Regions from separate parts of the Zea mays genome. Here region 1 is linked to region 2. A link is a contact called in public Hi-C data. All regions are on one chromosome and are shown on one strand. Each heading gives the region's core, a stretch centred on a gene start, on an enhancer-like site or on the middle of the called end of the contact. The rest is flanking DNA. Distances are from core to core; before and after follow the strand shown.

What was found. Hi-C and Micro-C count contacts between places; a contact is called where the count stands out from the background.
Region 1: a contact with region 2 is called in a Hi-C map of tassel, with 3 times the contacts expected there. The contact joins the promoter of LOC100280542 here to the promoter of LOC103651392 in region 2. A contact is called at or near these places in 2 of 25 Hi-C or Micro-C datasets (ear and tassel).

The regions. Positions count from the first base shown.
Region 1 is chr3:217,343,985-217,348,109 of Zm-B73-REFERENCE-NAM-5.0, forward strand. LOC100280542 (nifU-like N-terminal domain-containing protein) reads left to right here and starts at 2,356. Exons shown (of 3, transcript NM_001153461.2): 1 at 2,356-2,807. The coding sequence starts at 2,480. It overlaps LOC100304279, which reads left to right. Exons shown (of 9, transcript NM_001165722.1): 3 at 19-120; 4 at 423-461; 5 at 549-647; 6 at 849-896; 7 at 1,116-1,211; 8 at 1,300-1,422; 9 at 1,523-1,827. The coding sequence ends at 1,639.
Region 2 is chr3:216,796,165-216,800,548 of Zm-B73-REFERENCE-NAM-5.0, forward strand. LOC103651392 (probable receptor-like protein kinase At2g42960) reads left to right here and starts at 2,774. Exons shown (of 8, transcript XM_008677029.3): 1 at 2,774-3,303; 2 at 3,675-4,384. The coding sequence starts at 3,795.

The sequences.
Region 1 (4,125 bases), core at 1,106-3,605, 550 kb after region 2:
ATGTTTTTGGTTGACCAGGGAACCAAGGCGTTCTGCAGCGGCGGTGACCAGGCGTTAAGAGATTCTGATGGATATGTGGACTTCGATAGCTTTGGCCGCCTCAATGTCTTAGATCTCCAGGTCAGATGTGTTTCTATCTCCGATCTGTTTATTCTCTCCACTTTCAGATGGTTTCTTTAGTGAGGTTTGAACTGACTTACATTGTTCAGAACATGATGGTGACGTATAATTTTGACTAGAATTCCTGTCTACTGATATTTTTTTAATATTTTCTGATATACCACTTAGTAAATTTGCAGGAGCAGATTTTCCTTGCCGTTGGCACTTCTAGTCTGTGTAAAAAAACTAAAAATGATTAACCTTTAAGGCATTAGTGGTTATCTTTGTACTGAGAACATCGGACGGACCATTTTTTCCTTCAGGTGCAGATTCGCCGTCTTCCAAAGCCTGTCATTGCTATGGTATGATCATAAGTTCATAACTATACTTCGCCTTTTTGCTATCTCCTTCGCCATCATATGGATTGATTTTGTGATGTTTACTATCAGGTTGCTGGTTATGCTGTTGGTGGTGGACATGTTTTGCACATGGTGTGTGATATAACAATTGCAGCAGAGAACGCGATATTTGGGCAGACAGGGCCCAAGGTGATATTTTTGCTCTATTCTGTATCTTGTGATTACCGAGGATGCAGATAATACCAATAAAGTGAAACATCGTATTTTACATAATCAGTTCATAGCAGGGTTACCTTTTCTGTGTTCATTAATCAATCCCTTATTGTCTTTTCGCTAAAACTATATACTTGCAGTGTATTTTAACATCCCAATCTGTAACTCCTATCACAGGTTGGAAGCTTTGATGCTGGTTATGGATCTTCGATAATGTCCCGGTTGGTGAGTTATCATACTATCAATCTAGTGAGGTAGTAGAAAATGTCGCATTATTCCTCACACACTTTGAAAAGAAACACCTTCAATACTCAAAAGTTTTTATTCTTAATAACACATTCTTAAAAGTTGACTTGTACGCTATTCCATTTCATATTATCGACATGCTCGTGATACATAAACAGCATGCTGTTGTTGCTCCAATTATATATTTCTCATGGACAGGTTGGACCCAAGAGAGCCCGTGAAATGTGGTTTCTGTCACGGTTCTACACAGCTGACGAAGCTGACAAAATGGGACTCGTGAACACCGTAGTACCGGTAAGCGCTGAATCCAGGGTCAATTACTAAAAACCAAACTGTTTCAGTCATGCCGATCCACTGACAAGTACACGCTTCTGTACACTAGCTTGCTGAACTGGAGCAGGAAACTGTCAAATGGTGCCGTCAGATCTTAAGAAACAGCCCCATGGCTATTCGCGTGCTGAAATCTGCACTCAACGCGGCAGATGATGGCCATGCAGGCCTTCAGGTAAAGCCTGCCAAAATGCTAACCCTTCCCTTGGAAGTTGGAACTGCTGCTGGTGAGCTTCTATCTGCATGTTGCATTACTGATGGCGCTTCTGCTCTAGGAGCTTGGCGGGAATGCCACGCTAATATTCTACGGCACGGAGGAGGCAAAGGAAGGGAAGAACGCGTACATGGAGAGACGACGCCCAGATTTCTCCAAGTTCCCACGCAAACCTTGAGTTTCAGCTCTTTGCTGAACTGGCCAATTATTTTACTGATCCCCCCACCCCACCCAACTTGGATCATTATGCTTACTCTACATTGAGGAGACGGACGATAATCATTTTCACTCCAATCAATTTTCATATATACACGATAAATGTATTTTGCATGAAAATTCAGATCAATGAAAAGTAAATCTTGATGTATTTGATTCACCTTTGCCTTCACTGGCCGGGCAGGAGGGAGATCCTTAATAATTATATATGCGCTTCAACATTCGTGCTTCTTACGAGTAGCGCGGAGAAACTTTTCATGGTTTTCTTCCTCATTCTAGGCAGAAAGCTGGCTTTACTTGAGTTTCGCTTGCTGATTTACACACGTATTCTATGGCACAGAGGAGAAAATTTCATAGTTTTCTTCCTTATTTTATTGTTTTGATTTTTAATTCCATTTCCTTGCCTATGGCCCACCCGTCGAAAGAAAGGATTTGCGGTGGGCCGTGACGCAACTGCTGACGAGGCCCAAATTTGACAAAGGAAGCCCGGTTATTCTGACGCTTTGCCCTTTCCCTTTCTCTGCTCCGGCCTCCGAGCACCTAGAGTCGCGTCCCCAATCTGCACAGCGGCGGGATCCCCTACAGGCCGCAGCAGCACACCGCACAATGGTTCGGTCCACAAATACCGCGCCACGTGCACATCTCAGCCAGCCCTACCGCACAGGATCCCGTCTCCTCACCGCCGCACAACAAATAGAACCACGCCCACAATTCTGTGAACAACGCAGAGAAAAGAAAACCGCTCCAATCCGGAAGCTGAAAATAGCAGAAGAATCCAGAGGCGACTCCAGGTTTGTCGGCGATGCTGCGAGCGGGAGGCAGGCGGCTCCTCGCCCCGGGGCTCCGTCGGCTCGGCCTGGGCACAGGCGCCTCCGGCGAGGCGGGTCCTGCCGCGGCGGCGGCGGGGGTGAGGGCGTACCACGAGCGGGTGGTGGACCACTACAACAACCCGCGGAACGTAGGTTCCTTCGACAAGGACGACCCCAACGTCGGCACTGGGTTGGTCGGCGCGCCAGCCTGCGGCGACGTCATGAAGCTGCAGATCCGCGTCGACGAGAACTCCGGCAAGATCGTCGACGCCTGCTTCAAGACTTTTGGCTGCGGCTCCGCCATAGCGTCCTCGTCCGTCGGTGAGCCTCCTCAGCCCTAGCACCACGTCTGGAGTTCCTCTCGCCTCCTCCTAGGTGGTTCGGGTGTAGCGTATAGTGTAGTCTCAGTCCTCCTTTTTTCTATGAATTGAGTTACATCACTAATTGGTTATCTAGTTATCCCGATGCCTTTATTCCAATTGTGGAGACCTTTTGCAGATAAAGATGAATTGTAACCTCTGAATTGAGTCACATCACTAATTGGTTATCTAGTCATCCTGATGCCTTTATTTCGATTGTGGAGGTCATTTGTAGAGAAAGATGAATTGCAGCTAGCTTAGTATTGTGTTTCTTATATGTGCCATTTTTTCGGGGACTATGTGAGGTACAGTTTGTAAGTAATCAATTTGATTTGTGATGGTACAGATATATCGACTGTACTGCTAAATTTCATCTGTATTGCTGTTTCGTTTCAATTTGCCTAATTTTGGTGCTTTAGACCTAAACTGGCTAGTTGTGTTGAATTTTAGACATATGCGATGCAATCATTTTATTTTTGGTGCTTTGGACCTACTCCCACCCTTCCAATTATAAGAAATTTTGACTTTTCTAACTATGTAGGTTTTACTATGCGCTTACATATATCTAGATCTATAGTAAAAGCAATGTAACTAGAAAATAATTGACTAGTTGTGTTCAATTTTAGACATGTGTGATGCGACCATTTTAGCTACAGATAAGTTTTATGACAAAGAAGTTCCATATGACTTGCATACTCATCATATGGTTAATGCTGAAATATTTTTTATATCAGATCTGCTAGTTTAGAGCTAATAAATGTGTATGCTGAGTGTTTTGTTATGATTCTGGTTCTTGCATGATTTTCTGGATTGTAGTTGTCCAAAAGGGGAGGCCCGGTGCAGTGTTGATGTTGAGAGTTGTCTCACTGAGTCATCAGGTCACGGTTCAAAGCTGCTTCCCCGCATTTGTAGGAAAAAGCTTGCATCAGTTTATCCTTTTCCCAAACCCCACTCATGTGGGAGTCAACGGGATTGGGTCTGCCTTTTTATGCTGTTTTTTTTTTTGTAATTATCAAGGAGAATGGCCATGTAGGATCTAGAAGTTACATCTTAATATTAATAAAAAGGGTTAATTGTATACATGCCACTCAACTTTTACAAAATTAGACGGCAATTTTATTTTGATGCCATGGAGTGACATGAAAATAAACTAGTTTCCAATTTTTCAAAATTTTAAGTGGCATGTTTCCAATTGACCCTAACAAAAATGATAGTCGTGTAGTTAGAGAAGTTCTTATTTCAATCAGTAGATTCAGATGCTTGTAGTTTATATAGTTTTT
Region 2 (4,384 bases), core at 1,524-4,023:
CGGGCATGTGGCTGGCTGTGCGCGGAGGGGGCCAAGCGGGATGGAGGCAAAATCCGCTGCACCCGCCATCCATGGCGGCATTTGCGGGGGCAGGGGCCTGCGGATTGCGGAGATCCCGCCCTTCCATCGACGATGGAGGCTGGCGGGCGGTGTGGGAGAGGGGGCGGGGTCATGGTGTAGCCCCTGGTGGACGTCTAGGGAGGCGCGATTTCTCCGTAAACCATGGATCTTCCAGGAGAGCGTGGAGAAGGATGGAGGTTGGTGCTTCGCCAACGATGGAAACCTTGCCCGGAGCCTTGATTGAAGGCCTGCGTATTTGCGCGAGCGAGGCCGATACGGTGGGGAGCGGGAATTGTGCATGGATTGAAGGTCGCAGGATGCGGGGCGGGGTGCTCCAGCGGCAGAACGTCTGAGGTGTGGACGCCTACACTATACACATAAGTAGTAGTAGAGATTAGTTCACTGGAAAAAAAAGCTATATAGAGACGGTTTGTAACCTATTATTATTGACGATGGTAGGAGCCAATAGAAAACATTTTTTAACAACTGGTTAATTAAGAACCGCTAGTGAAAATCAATTTCCACTAGCGGTAGAGTAAGACAATCGACAATAGAAATCATTTTCACTCGCGATTGGTATAAAAACCGTACAATTTTTTTTAGAAACTACAAACCGGGTTTTAAAACAGCAAAATAAAATATTTTAATCATTGAGGGCCCACCCGTCCATCTTGAGGTGGCAAGTCGCAGTTTTTTTTCTGCAAAATTCACGCGCGCCACGAGTCTAGTGGCAATCTAATCCCTAACCTCACCGTCATGTTTAGCCTCCTGTTTCACTTAGGGGATGTTTGGTTGCTCCTGCTAAAGTTTAGCCCGGGTCACATTAAGCGTTTGACTTTTAAATAGGAGTATGAAATATAGACCCAACCAACTGGACTAGATTCGTCTCGTCTTTTAATTTTCGGCTGACAAATTAGTTTTATAATTCGACTACATTTAATACCCGGAACGGAGGTTCAAACATTCGATGGGACATGAGCTAAATTTTAGCGGGGTGTAACCAAACACCCCCTTACTTGTGTTTAGATTACAGTTTTGTTGTCCATCACTAACAGTTTCCTAAGTCGGGCCAGCATTTTATTTTTTATTGGCGTTCGAAACTATACATAGAAATTAGACTTTCCTGCAAGCATAAAGTTTTTTTTACTAGTGGTTTACACAAAATATATGTGGTTATTCTATCTTGGGCACGCCGTACCTGATTCGTTCAAGGTCGACCACAGCTGACTTCTTTTATTTATGCATTTGTTTATTTTGAACAAGCGATTATTCTAAGACACGAGCAAGTATAACATGTGTGTGGCTTTATATAAATTTATTGGCTCCAGTATATCGACAAAATCTGATGAAAAGCAAGTAAGCAGCGCAGTTGAGCTACCGTTCTCGTCGTGACTCGTGAGCTAACTTTGTGTGATCTGAGATATTTCATTCTAATTGTTCTCCACTTCTTCAGGCTTCAGCAGCAACTTATTTCATTTCCGGATGAAAAGTGAAAACAGATCGAATACCGTAGGCCTGCAGATTTTATTTAATACACCAAAAAACATTTTTTTACAATATTATGGTTTAACAAATAGAAGGTTTGTTCCATCCAACTAGAAGTTTTTAAAAACAAAAAGGTAAAATCTAAGGCTCTGTCAAATACTTAAAAAATGTTTTGCAACCAAACTAAGGCGCTGTTTAAATTCTTTAGTCGCCTTGCTAAACTTAGGAACTAAACTTTAGTCCTTAAAATAACTTGTTTGGTTTTAGAGACTAAAACGAACTAAAGAGCATTAATTATTATGTATAAAGACAAGATCACCCCTAATTGCAGAGAGATAGAGGGGAAAATCTCGTAGAAAATGCAAATTTAGTCACTTATGGTCCCTCGGCCCTCTGCTCGAACTTTATCTTTGCTTAGTCCACGAAGCTCTTCCTCTGAGTTTGTCAAGCTATCTTTAAGTCACATCATCTTGAGTTTACATTGAACATCCATCTTCTTACGATATGATCAATAATCATATTCATCCTTCTTTCATGTCTTCTGTTCTTTTGTCATAACAAACCATCTATGCATGAGACTTCTCCAATTCATCAACTCATGTCTCATTATCCAATGTCAACCATGTTTGCTTTCTCATACCATTGTGGTATCCCAAATACTCATATCTAACTGACTATACTATGGAATATCCCCGCCATTACTTTGTGTTGAACCATTTTATACTTCCATATAGCTTTCATGTTCAACGCTTAACAAACTTTCTGTGTTTTAAAGGAGGCCTTAAGCTACATATGGAATTTTAACCATTTTTTACATTTTTCCTGTAAAGTTTCTATATAGTTCCTATTACATTCCTGTGTTTTAAAGGAGGCCTTAAGCTACAGTCAACAAATCGTATATATAGCCGTGCAAACCACTGTTTTGCAATGTAGAATACATTATTTACAAAGTAGAGTTTAGAATAAGAGATGCGAATGAGTAAGATTCTAGAGATAGACTTAATAAGCCCATTTTAGACACACACTTCTAGTGACGCTCATTGAGAAAATAAAAAGGACATGTACACTAGGTCACAAGTACAAGAAGCGTGCGCGCGTGGTATTTTTCATACACATATGTCTTATTAACAATACGCAGTTCCACGTCATTATAGCAAAACAGGCTGAATCCACGTTTTTTTTTTAAAAAAATAGTACTAGTAATCGTAGTGTGGTCTCGGCGATACAAGTGGCATTCCATTCTGCTGCTTTCCATGGGGCAGCCGCCGCCCGCCAGCGAAGCCCCCTGCACACGTTTGACTCCCCCGGCTCACCCGCCACATGCAGTCCATCCTCAACCATCTCCACCATTAATCCAATCCCTCCTCGCTAATCTTAAATTTCTTAATTAAATCCACCCTCCTCTTAATGGCCTTCCTCTTTTTCGTTGCCCCACTTCACACCTTTAATTACAAAATACTGCAACCCCTTCTCCTCCTCCTCCCCCCTCCCTTTGCTTCCCCTTTACTCCCCCCCTCTCTCCTTCATGTACGCAGGTGCGCGCCGTGCTGGGTTTGCCGGTTTCTCCTCTTTCGCCACGGAGCAAAAGCCGCTCGCCCTTGTCCAGGCTCCGCATTCCGGCGCCACTGCCAGCAAGCCGGAACAGTAAGGCGCCTGGCCTCTCTCCAGTTCTGACTGAGGCCTGAGGGCGCGCATAGGGGAGCTCGTCATGGAGTTCTCCTTCAATGGGGTTTGATGCGAGGTGCTGGTGCTGCCAAGGTGATTTCCTCTTGCTGTGCTTCGTTTCTCGTTTAGGTGTGTCGACGACTCCTTGTCTTGTGGTGTGTTCTGAATTCTGATGTCGACAGGGCCCCTAATTCCTGTACATTGTCCCTTGACCGGATTATCTTCTTCCGAATTCCCTGTATGCTCGGCATGTCGCGTCCATTATTCCGCTGTTTGATTTAGTTTCCTTTCCTGCGTGCTTCCTCCCCGCTCACATGGAAGTGGAACCGAACCGTGCTCTCAGAGGATGCGTAGCTTTCTTCTCCAGACAAAATTTGCCCTTTTCCTCCTGTAGTTCCGCTCATGTGCAGCTTCAGGTCCCTGAGTTGGCTAACGTACCTTTTCTTTTTTCCTTTCTTGCGCAGGTAAATAAAGCGGTTGGGATAAGTTTGTAAATTGCTTTGTCAAACCAGGACAAGGTTCTGAATCAGGGGCAGGCAACCTCTCGCGTAGCCTGTTCATCTTCATCAGACAGGCCCAAGGATATGTCGTCGTCCAACAACTCTGTCAGCGCGGCGCTGTCAGGAACGACGCCCGTGTTCCGGCTGAGAGTATGGCAGCTGATTGCCATCGCCGTCGGGATAGTCATGGCGATCCTGCTCGTCATTGCGTTGTGCCTTTCGCTGCGGAGGAAAAAGAAGACAGTGAAAGGGTTCGACAACACTTCGCTGGCCGAGATCCCGATCGTCTCCAAGGAGATCAACGTCGACAGAGTCGATGCGCAGAGCCTACATGACGGTGAAGCGCCCTTCATGCCGGTGCAGGATAAGTACTCGCAGACCAAAGGCGCAGGGCAGCTGGGAGGGCGTAGATCCGTCGACGTCGACGCGTTCAGCCAGTGCAGCTCGGTGTACAACATAGAGAAGGCCGGGAGCTCGTACTCCGAAGATTACAGCTACAGCAGCTCCGGTCCGGCTAGGAAAGGCAGCTCACCGTATGCGTATTCAGCGTCGCCGCTGGTTGGCCTGCCTGAGCTGTCGCATCTAGGCTGGGGCCACTGGTTTACCTTGAGGGACCTGGAGTGCGCCACGAACCGGTTTGCGAAGAGCAATGTTCTTGGGGAGGGTGGCTACGG